Linked DNA regions of Rattus norvegicus: regions 1, 2 and 3 are each linked to region 4. Evidence: chromatin contacts called from public Hi-C data. All regions are on one chromosome and are shown on one strand. Each heading gives the region's core, a stretch centred on a gene start, on an enhancer-like site or on the middle of the called end of the contact. The rest is flanking DNA. Distances are from core to core; before and after follow the strand shown. Region 1 has its middle 81 kb from the start of Irf2bp2. Region 2 has its middle 32 kb from the start of Irf2bp2. Region 3 has its middle 22 kb from the start of Tarbp1. Region 4 has its middle 33 kb from the start of Tomm20.

Evidence for each region. A called contact is a pair of places that touch in the nucleus more often than the background predicts.
Region 1: a contact with region 4 is called in a Hi-C map of liver, with 4 times the contacts expected there. The contact joins two enhancer-like sites. A contact is called at or near these places in 10 of 12 Hi-C or Micro-C datasets (the A7r5 cell line, the Rat2 cell line, Schwann cells and 5 more) and 1 of 1 datasets of contacts at active chromatin or transcription factors (oligodendrocytes).
Region 2: a contact with region 4 is called in a Hi-C map of liver, with 2.3 times the contacts expected there. The contact joins two enhancer-like sites. A contact is called at or near these places in 2 of 12 Hi-C or Micro-C datasets (kidney and liver).
Region 3: a Hi-C map of liver shows a contact between it and region 4, with 4 times the contacts expected there. The contact joins two enhancer-like sites. A contact is called at or near these places in 11 of 12 Hi-C or Micro-C datasets (the A7r5 cell line, the Rat2 cell line, Schwann cells and 6 more) and 1 of 1 datasets of contacts at active chromatin or transcription factors (oligodendrocytes).

Annotation. Positions count from the first base shown.
Region 1 is chr19:71,541,692-71,544,391 of GRCr8, reverse strand. No RefSeq gene overlaps it. Among named protein-coding and RNA genes, the nearest start is that of Irf2bp2, 81 kb to the right of the region's middle. Within about 2 kb of position 1,336, at least 88 of the 93 cell types and tissues checked have an H3K27ac peak or open chromatin away from gene starts, as enhancers often do. A contact at or near this core is called in hepatocytes, kidney and liver, where this site is marked.
Region 2 is chr19:71,493,133-71,495,832 of GRCr8, reverse strand. No RefSeq gene overlaps it. Among named protein-coding and RNA genes, the nearest start is that of Irf2bp2, 32 kb to the right of the region's middle. Within about 2 kb of position 1,367, at least 24 of the 93 cell types and tissues checked have an H3K27ac peak or open chromatin away from gene starts, as enhancers often do. A contact at or near this core is called in kidney and liver, where this site is marked.
Region 3 is chr19:71,366,818-71,369,517 of GRCr8, reverse strand. No RefSeq gene overlaps it. Among named protein-coding and RNA genes, the nearest start is that of Tarbp1, 22 kb to the right of the region's middle. Within about 2 kb of position 1,302, at least 79 of the 93 cell types and tissues checked have an H3K27ac peak or open chromatin away from gene starts, as enhancers often do. A contact at or near this core is called in hepatocytes, kidney and liver, where this site is marked.
Region 4 is chr19:71,798,214-71,800,913 of GRCr8, reverse strand. No RefSeq gene overlaps it. Among named protein-coding and RNA genes, the nearest start is that of Tomm20, 33 kb to the left of the region's middle. Within about 2 kb of position 1,348, at least 37 of the 93 cell types and tissues checked have an H3K27ac peak or open chromatin away from gene starts, as enhancers often do. A contact at or near this core is called in hepatocytes, kidney and liver, where this site is marked.

The DNA.
Region 1 (2,700 bases), core at 87-2,586, 260 kb after region 4:
GAGGCCAGCCCCACTCCCTCCACAAGGTGCATAGTGAGGCCTGTCTGTCCCCAGTGACAGCAGCGGCGGCAGCAGCAGCCGGCCACAGCTCACAGTGAGGTGTCTTCCTCCTTCCTGCAGGCCCCACTGGGTAGGTTAACTGCCTTTCTCTCTGCTTACAGCTGCCTGCCTGCCTGTGCATCTGGATCAAGGCGTGCCTCTACTTTGGGGTGTGTGTGTGTGTGTGTGTGTGTGTGTGTGTGTGTTTAACTTTCCTTTCCACTGCCATAGTAACCGCTGCATGTTTGGCAAAGGGACGGAGGAGGGAAAAAGCAGAGCCCTGGGAGGAAAGGGCTCTGAGCACAGGGCTGGCAGCCGGCCAGGGTAGTCACGCTGCTGAGCTGAAATGAGGCCTCTGGCCGGCGGCCAAGTGACAGAGAACAAAGCTGTCAGTTCCTAATGTTGGCGGCAAAGCTTGCTTGGCACCCTTATATGGTTTCCCATAACTCCCTGCCTTGGCCACCGTCCATTCCCTTCAGGGCAGCAAACGGGGATTAGCACTGCTTCAGAGTTGTTTTTCTCCCCTGCGCTCCAACTGCTCTGGTGACATCACCCTCTGCATTCAAGTGCCAGCAGGGTGGCTTCTCACTGTCCCGCCCCCTCCACCCCAGTCTTCCATGACTCTCTCCCTGCCTGCCTCTCTCTCTCTCTCTCTCTCTCTCTCTCTCTCTCTCTCACACACACACACACACACACACACACACACACTTCCTGCAGCCTTCCTCTCCCCTCCCTCCCCTTTTTTTCCCTCTTTAAATGCAGTGTTTTAGGTCATCATCCGGGACTTTCTTTTCTTTTTTTTTTTCTTACTAAATTAAAAACACCCAGGCACTTGTGCATTTAGCTGAATCAAGCCAGACGCTGTATTTTATTTTTATAACTGAATTCCTGTGAGATAAAAATCTCATTTTCCTTAGTAGGCTGTAATCAGCCCTTGCAGAGATATGCGTTCCAACTGCCCCATCTCAAGCTTCCTTCAGCAGCTCCACGGAGAGAAGAACTTGGCTCTCGTTCAGGTTTAAAGGGGCCCCAAGGCCGGTCAAAGGCTGTCTGTTACACACTCACACATGCAGACTCACATACTCGTCCTCTGTCATGGAAATGTTACCAAGACGGCTGGACACACAGTCAGTACACACAGTCGGTACACACACACGGCGTTCCCTCCCCTTTCCAGAAGGAAAATAGGTGAGTAAAGCAGCTTCCGAAAAAGACTGGTTTCAACTAGCAAGTGCCAGGCAGTGTTATGCAACTCACAGCTAGGTTCGTGAAAGAAATGGAGGTTTGCCGACTGCACAAATGGTCCCCCCTCTCCCCGCCCCACTCTGATTCATGAACTAGTTTTCTGATTCATGAATCACTCGGGAGCCAGCAGGAGAAAAAAATGAGTCCTATTGATCTCATTTCAGTTGAAATGGACTCAGCAGGCCCATTGCTGGCTGAGGACGGCTGGCCAGGGCCAGACATTCACTCCAAGCTTCCTTCTCCGTCTGTAAGCAGGTGCCCCTATAGCACTATTAAAGGGATACGACATAATCTACCAGTACAGTGGTTGTCGGTGGAAGGCCACTGTCCTTGTTGGGAAATCTGTCAAGTTCTATTGTTGGCCTTAATTTCCTTTGAGATGGGAGAGGTCACTTGGTTTGTAGCCCAGGCTAGCCCGATCCATTTGGCACATCTCTTAAGCATCATCGTATTTCCTTGTTCCCTTGCTGGGCAATCTGTCGATGTCTGTTTGTTGGTCTTAATTTCTTTCCTTTGAGATGGGAGATGGGCATTTGGGTTGTAGCCCAGGCTAGCCCCATCCATTTGGCACACCTTTCGAGCATCGTCTTACTTTCATGTCTTTTCTGAATTCTGGTGAAGTTTATTGTCACTCTTGTGCCGGGGATGGTACAGGGCTTTGTGCCCTCTCGGAAGCATTCCATCCCAGAGCTATATCCTCAGCAGACTCCTTACTTTTTATTTGGAGAAAGAGTCTCATTGGGCTGTCTAGACAGGCTTTCACCTCATTCTGTTTCCCCGGCTGGCTTTGGAAACGTGCAATTCTGCTTCCTCGGCGTAGCTGGGATAACAAGCCTGGAGACTTCTGAAGTAGACAGTCCTGTCCTGAACCAACAAACAAATGACTGCTTCCCACCCCCTCCCCTTGCAGCCTCTTCAGCTCAGAAGGATTCTATATAATGTTCTGTCTTATGTAAGGGCAGGTTGGCCATGGCTGGCTGGTCGACTCTATGAATGGGGTTGGGGGGTTGGGGGTGCTGGGGAGGGGAGAGAGACTGAGACTGCATAAAGCCCGTCTAAAAAGAAATGGAGGTCTTTTCTTTGGTAGTCCAAGAAACAGAAGTGAGCCTGAGGCCAGAGGCAGATGGGAAGAAACCCTCCCCCATCCTCTCCTCCATCCCTGAGCTGCTGCTTGATGCATTCCTTGTGATAAGTGCCTCTCAGTCCAGCTGGCAGGATCCTGACCAGCACCTTCATTGGCTGGTCTCCCCACCTACCTCTACTCCAGTCTTCGGGAAGTTAAGACAGCTGGCTGAGCTAGGCACGCTGGTATTCACCTGTGATACTAATCCTTAGGAGACTGAGACATGGGGATTGCTGTGGTTTTGACAGCAATGGGCTATATAGTTCAAGCCTGAGGTATATGAGGAGCCCTGA
Region 2 (2,700 bases), core at 118-2,617, 310 kb after region 4:
GAGATCCCAGACTTGTAAAACCAGATGCTGGGGGCATCTCCTCTAGGCTGGCTCCCCCTTCCCCGCCAGCCAACAGTTTTTACCTTTTTAAAACCCTGGAAGCAGAGCATCTACTGAACTGCTCGTGTGGGACAGGGTGAGGGGTGGGAGTAAAAAAATCAAAGTGATACATGGGCCGGCCAACTGTTGCATCCTCAACCACGGGGTTGAAGGAGGGGCTGTCCCTATGAAAACAACGGCACTCCAGGATCTCCAGCTACCACAGACACTCCTCATCTAGGGAAGACAGGCCAGCTCTGGCCTCCCCTCACCCCTGACTCTTGTCATCCTCCTCTCCGGTTCCCCTGGATCTGCAGTACTGTAGTTGCTGGGGAAGGAGAAATTGTTTCTGCCTAAGGTTGATCTACTCGACTGTGACTTTAAATGCAAAATGTCTGTCACAGGCTTGTGGGGTAAAAATGTTTGAGGAAAACATGGAACCTTTAAGAGCTGGAGCTTAGCTACAGGAAGGAAGGAAGTCACCGGAGAGAGGGTCCTAACAAGGTCCTGCTTCCCTGAGGAGCTATGGTGTCCTTCCCATTTCATGTTTGATGGTCAGGTCAGTTCTATCACAGCCTTCTGCCACCCTGAACTCCCCCCCCCATACGGTCCCCACCGTGAAGGCCAGACTCTTGCTTCAAGTTGCTTTTGTCCAAGATTTTGTCATGGCAACAAGAAACACAAGCACATCCTTCCAAATGGCTGCATTGTGGAGACCGTGGGTGTGGTCACATCATGTGTTCAATGCTGACAATGCACAGAGCAGGGCAGTCAGAGGTGACCCATGTGACCCAGCCAGTGACATGGCAAAGTGCCCATGTGTTTCTGTGTCTGTTTCTCACGGGGTTTCCTGTTCTTCTCCCTCACCTCCCCCTACATACCTGCAGACTGTGGGTGGGCTGCCTGGGGCCAAAGGCCACAGATCCCAGGGATATGCCTCAGATTGTCCCTGTGACCCTGTCAACTGGGGTACAGTTGCAGCCAAACCTTTCCTCGATTCCCAGAAAGACATGGAACTGCTCCACTTCCTCTCGAACACCTGCTGGTCTGAGGTGAAGCCTCTACTGAAGACTTATGCTCAGTGGCCGCCGGGAAATCTGCCCATCTTCCAGTAGGATGCAGAGGGCAGTAAAAAAAACCTGCAGACCCCTTGGGTTCTGCCCAGAGGCTGTCACCTGGATGGTGACGTTTGACTGATCAGCCTGGCCCCACCCCAAATCCTGTTTGGCTTGGTTTTTGTAGGCAGGCAGGAGCTAAGGGCCTGAAGAATGAGGCAACAGCTTCTCCAGGGTGAGTTCCTGCCCGGAGCTGGTATCTGGTTTCTCAGCCAAGCATGGGTGACTCTGGCTCTGGCTCTGATTCTGCTGACTCCCAGTTTGGATTACACATTGCACATGGCTAGTCTCTGTTTGCCTGGACACTGACCCTTGGTCCTGGTTGCATGCCGCACACTGGCTCTCTAGGTTTGTCCGGATATCTATCCTCAATCCTGGTCACATTCTGAACTTCAGTCACCCACCTTGGCCGATGCTGCATGGACACTGCACGCTGGCTGGCCGTTTGCCTGGATAGTGATCCCTGATCCTGGTTGTACTTTGTCCTCTGTCCTCTTAAGTGTCTCTGGTTAGTCCTCCCAGAGAAAGGACACAGACTCTATGGCCCAGAAGTTACAGGACCAGATGTAGGTCTTACTTGTGGACACCCCAACCCTATTTTCAGCTTTCTTGGAGTTGTATTGGGGCCTTATTGGCCTAATTTTAATAAACTGGCCAGATGTTTCTTTAGGTATTAGAAACAGGCATGTTCTTACAACTCAGGTTCAACTTAACCTTCGAAGGGCAGAGCAAGACACGATGCTTAAGACCAGGGCTTGGGATAACAACGGAACTTTGCCAATGACAGGGACAGCTTTGCCTCACTTTGTACCCATCTCCCAGGCCATCGAGTTGCCGACGGTTGTGTCCGATTCTTACAGCGTGCAGGTTACAGCCACATGATGGTACCAACCTCTTCTTACTCCTCACAGAGGCTGTATCTAGTAAAGTTTTGTACTTTGTGGGCTAGGAAGCTGGGGGATACCCACACCTATTCTCATGTCTCTCTGGGGTCTCAGGATCCTGGCAGGGATCACACATACTGGACTTGTTGGGGCCTTGGCTTGTCTAAGCCCCTACCCCCAGCCACAGGGGAATTGCTGAAATGCCCCTGTCCCTTTTGAGAGTGAAATGTGTGAAGGGACGAGTGTGGACACCTTATACAGAGGACTCCACCTGTGGAGTGTAGAAAGCCGCTGCGGCAGAAGTTCCGGTTGGCAGGGGACCTGTCCATGCTCACAGCAAATCAGGAGTGGAAGCCCTTGAGGGAGCTTGACTCAAGGGCTGCTCGCTTCTGACTCCTCCCAGCCGAAGAAAGAAGGGGAAGGGTGGCTGGCAAACAGCAGGTGGGTGGCTGTGTGAGAGAAACTTCAGGGAGAATGTTATGGGGTAGCTGGGGATGGGAGTGGGGTGGGGATTGTCAAAGCCTGAGTCCTGGCCGCCAAAAAAAGTTAGCCAGGCCTATTCCTTCCCAGGTAAAGAAATAGTAAGGAAAACAGAGAAAGGAGCTTTATTCTTTGTGGCCACAGTGGGAAGAACAAAGGTGTCTAGTGACTTCCAGATACAT
Region 3 (2,700 bases), core at 53-2,552, 430 kb after region 4:
TATTTAAGAAAGGACACCTAGGGGTTGGGGATTTGGCTCAGTGATAGAGCGCTTGCCTAGCAAGTGCAAGGCCCTGGGTTCGGTCCCCAGCTCAAAAAACAAAAACAAAAACAAAAACAAAAAAAAAAAACAAAAAAAAAACCAAAAAAAAAAAAACCAAACACCTAAGATTGTCTTCTGGCCTTTCACACATATGTATACACACTCAAGCAAACACAGATGCACCCATACGTACATATGCACATGTACACTCACACAACGGAGCTCAAAGCCAACAAGCCAAGCAGTTGCCCCGAGTATGGAGTAAGAAAGTACTTATATAACATATGGGAGAGAGTGCCTGGTGCCGGGCAGGTGCCAAGGTAAATATCCGATCCAGCTGCTCTCCATCCACTCGAGTTTCTGATGGGTCAAAAGCACAGCCCATAATAAACACAATGTTGCCTCTGTCTGCTCTGCCTTTCACTCCTGGGGTTCTGCTGCAGACAGAAGGAACCAACAGCAACCATCAGAGAACCCTATTGAAAGTGTCACTCATCCATTGAAATGTCCTCTCCATTCAAGAATGCAATGATTAATTATTCATTGCTTTTGGAGCTGTAAGCGAGGACAGGGCTCTCTGCCTGAAAGCCAGAGCTTGACAAGAGTAGATTTCCAACTGCCAGATTTTGGTCACGGCCTGGCTCCTATGGGATGGACCCCAAGTCTCAGATGTGCAGGGCTGGGAGGCAAGCTTCAGAGGGAGCGACCGTTCCGTGCCCATTCCATGCCTGCGATGGGTCTCTGGGAGTTATTTCCCTGCATGGGTGGCCCGAGTCCTTTGGCCTCCAGCCCCATGGCTCATTCCACCACTCTGGGCAAGCAGAAACCACCCACCCCAGTGCAAGTCTTTCTTCCACGGCTCAATGGCACGAGCACCTCATTAATTCTCCAGGCCCGAGGTTGGGGATTACGTCAGAGTCTTACACCCGCACTGTAAGTGGTCTAAATGCCAGGGTAACCGGATTTGTAGGACTGCCTTCGCACCACGGGTGCAGACCTATTAATACATAGTTCTGGAATATGCTTCTCTTCCATCGGTTGTGCTTCTCCAGGACAGCAGGTTTCAAAATGGAAGCTCAGTGTCCAGCCAGGACGCAGGCACGGGAGCGGGTGGAGGATTCTTCTGGCTAAGGACCTCTTCAGGGTAGGTGAGATCTTGCTGATGTGTCCCCAGGAGGAAAAGGGGACAGAGCTAAGCCATACGGTGTGGAGTTTCACACATCTCTCTAAAGATGAGCTTCCTGTGGTGTAGACGCTGGACTGCTGCGGGAGGAGGGGGAGTATTGGGCAAGGGAGGCACAGTGACACATTTCCTGAGGCCCTGGGCTGTGAGCCTGCACAGCGGAGGCAGAGTGCCATCTGGTGGCCATAGGTTAACATTGCAGGTACCATCCGGGCCTTTTTCTTAATAATGGAGCACTGAGAGGGGACTCTTTTGGGCTTTTGGAAGATGAGGAGGCCAGATATGCCCACTCCCACTCTTCATTCTACCTCTGTATACTCACAGTCTCCCATCCTCCTTGAACCATACAATGACTTCAATGACTTCAAGTACTCAAAGCAAAGGAGTCCCTGTCTCGCCCCTGCCTGAAACACAATACGTTCTTCTCCAGTCTGCTGAACCCCACACTTTCCAAGCTCCATCTGTGGACGTGTTTGCACCCTCAGAACACCAGCCTCACGGGTGTTCATGCTGATAGACCAGATCACAGGGCATCTCAAGAGCCTCTGACACCCTGAGGGGCTGTGGGTGTCTAGGCACTGAAGTGTGTTTGACGTCTGTCTTAGTTAGGGTCTTATTGCTGTGAACAGACACTATGATCAATGTAAGTTCATAAAGGACAACATTTAATTGGGGCCGGCTTACAGGTTCAGAGGTTCAGTCCATTACCATCAAGGTGGGAACATGGCAGCATCCAGGCAGGCATGGTGCAGGAGAAGCTGAGAGTTCTACATCTTCATCTGGAGGCTGCTAGCAGAATACTGGCTTATAGGCAGCTAGGATGAGGGTCTTAAAGCCCACACCCACAGTGACACACCCACTCCAACAAGGCCACACCCACTCCAACAAGATCACACCCACTCCAGCAAGGCCACACCCACTCCAGCAAGGCCACACCCACTCTAGCAAGGCCACACCTCCTAATAGTGCCACTCCCTGGGCTGAGCATATGCAGACCATCACAGCGTTGAACCCCACCATCCCACTCCAACCCCCCCCACTCCCACCCCTCACCCCACCCCCACATTAAAGACACTGCACTTGATAAAATGTTAGGGAACACCGGTCTATCCGACTCGTCCAACATGTGACCATGTTGCTGTCTTTTCAGAACAGGAAGACGGCTCTGGCTGTGACAGTAACGTCCCACACCATGATTGGCTTAATTAATATTTTCTTAGTTCTGGGGCTAGAAGTCTGAGGTCAAGGTCTTCTTAGAGTTGGTGTCCTTAAGGCCTCCCAAGGGCACTACACAGCTGTTATCTCCCTGTGTCCTCAATGGTCTTTCCTCTGCGGCTGACTGTACCCTACTCTACTTCTTACAAGGACATCAGTCATGTCGGAATAGGACAGATCCTCCTGACTTCTTTTTACCTTAGTCACCTCTTTGAAGGCCTTGTCCCCAAATGCATCCACCTTCTGAGGAAACGCTCCCC
Region 4 (2,700 bases), core at 99-2,598:
AGAGACAGACACTGCTGTCTGAGCCCCTCAGTGCTGTCAGATTGCTAAGTCAGCTTTGCAGCAGATGGCTCAAACAGAGCGGGTGTTGGGGGACAGGCACTTAGTTTCCATTCTGCACGCACGGTCTGCCTGAGACCTCTCTGTCCTCTGGGCACAGCTTCTGAGAATTTGGAAAGACTCAGGAAATGAACTTGAATTTTTAAAATTCCCCTCCCCTTCCTTTTCCAAGCCAGAGATGCCTTCCTGAAAGAAACAAAACAAAAGCCTTTAGATGGAGAAGCTCATTCTGGATGGTGGGCTCAGGATGCCCCTCCTGGTGGATGTGTAGGAGAGGCATAGGTCATAGGAAAGGGCAGTGGGGGCTTTGAGACAGCTGTGTGCACCAAACCGACAGTGACAGATATGCGTGTCCTCACGGGTGTGAGAGCCCAGTCCACCTGCGAATAGACAGACATATTTGTTGGCACGGGGATGACTATCTGGGGCTTCTAGGTGTTTGTGTGTGACTTGTTACATTTTGAGGGACTGTTATTAACAACGTGTCTGGCAGGACAGAGGCAGAGAACATTTCCTTTGATGACAGCAGAGGCTGTCACCACCCCTGTGCAGGACACTGTACTCAACCAGGCTCCGAGGCCAGAGTCTGTTCTCTCTGTTGGGGGAGGGAGGCACTTTCTATCGGTGGTGGCTTGCATGCGACTCAGGCACCAACTTGAAGAGACACGGGGCCAGCGTTTATCAGTGGCCATCTGCACCTCTGCCAGGTGGTGACAATGCCACAGACTCCCTTTACTGTCGTCACAATGAAGGATGTTTTCCTGAACCATCTTCGGAAGGCCCCTCCCCTTTTTCATTTGACAGTAAATATGATTAGTAAGAGGCTGAGCTGGTTGCTGCTCTCCCTATCCTGAAGTTCAGATGAAATGCATGCTGGTCCGTTTTTGCTGTCTGCTGACCGTGTGTCCACGCCACCTTCGGGAGTGATTTCTATTTCGAAGCAGTACCAAGGACCAAGGGGCAGGTATGCCTTTCAGCCCACACAGCTGCCTGAGCCTCAGTTCTCCTAGTGTTCTTGACTTTGGCAGTGTCGCATAGCCCTGGAATACGTGTGGTTCATGCTGAGGCCAGCTTCCCTTGGGGCCAGAGTATGGTTGAAGTAATAAAGAGGTGACCAATGCCATTACTGCTGGCTCTGAGCCATGGCTCTGTGAGGGGCTCCTGTGTACCTGCAGGTCAGATCTGTCTGTCCCAGGCTGGCAGCCAAGACCAATGCCTCTGTTGCCAGATCCCTGCTGGAGAGCCTGGCACGCAACCGTAGGCCCTCATGCGTGTGAGAGGCGCTGGCGGGTCAATCCGCCTGAAGCTCCTCTCCTCAGTTAAAAGCAAGGCTGGTTATTTGGGGATCACTGTCCAGCTGTGGAGAGCATGCTTTCTGTGGAGAGCACACTTTCTGTGGAGAGTGTGTACGCATGCACAGCCCATGGCCAGATTCTGGGATGAGAGCCCAGCCAATGGCTCAGGGACACCGGAGAAGATGTTGCACCTCCCTGGGGGCAGGCGGTGGTAACTGTAGGGCTGGTTGGCCTGGCCTTCTCTGGCCCGGATCAGATGTAGCAGGCGTCATCTGAGCCTTGAGCACCTTTCCCCAAGTTTCTCAAAGTGTTTTCCGAGCAAACAGTTGTTTCCTCACACCGTGAGAAGTAGGTGGGGAGACAAGACAGTCTTTGTCCCTGTCTTTCAGATGGGGAAATTGGAAAGCTTGCTTGGCATGGTGGGGAGGCCAAGAGAGGGAGAAGGCACTGTCCCGCCCTAGGCTCTGCAGTGCAGAGGGCTGGGGCCAACTGTGCCCAGTCACCAGTTACTGCAGGGAGAACAGGGTGAATGGGGACCAGTCATCAGTTCCTGAAGCATGGACAGGTTGTATGAGGAAGGAGGCTAGAGGTGGGAGAGACATGGCACCTCCCTTTGTGCCAGGAGGCCTCAGAAACTCTTTCTGAGCCCTTTAGCCCTTGGTGTTGACATCAAGGTGACGTCAGGGTACCCTGTCCTCCTTGTTTTCTTGAAGCTCCTGTGTGTGTGTGTGTGTGTGTGTGTGGTGTTAATAGTGACGTTTTGAGGGCCTCAACCTGTCTAAGGAATGATTACAGGCATGGGAACCCAGCAGTGAGTGGGGCCACATGTGGCTTTGCCAATACAGTGGTCACTGGAGACCAAGTTGAGGTAAAATTATGACGCAATCGTTTTGGAGAGTAGCACACACCCTAAGGATGATACAGATGAATAAGACTGGCCTGGAGAGATGGCTCAGTGGATGAGAGAGCTGCTGTGTAAGAGGGCCTGAGTTTGAGTCCCACTTACCCACTTAAAAAGCCATGGGTGATTATGCATGGCTATAACCCTGTTGTGGTGGAAGGCTGAGGCAGAAGGAAGTCTCGAGCTTGTAGGCCGGCTGCCTGCCTAGCTCTGAAGACAGATCCTGTCAAGAGGGGAAGGTGAAGAGCAAGAGAGCAGGAAACCTGGTGTCCTCCTGTGGTTTCTTCACAGACGAATGATCACAGTTGCACGCACCGTACACACACACACACACACACACACACACACACACACACACCACACTCGCACGTGCTGCACTTGCACACAGCCTGTGCTCACATACATAGGTAGGCACAGCTCTGTCACAACAGAGAGCAGAGGGGAAGA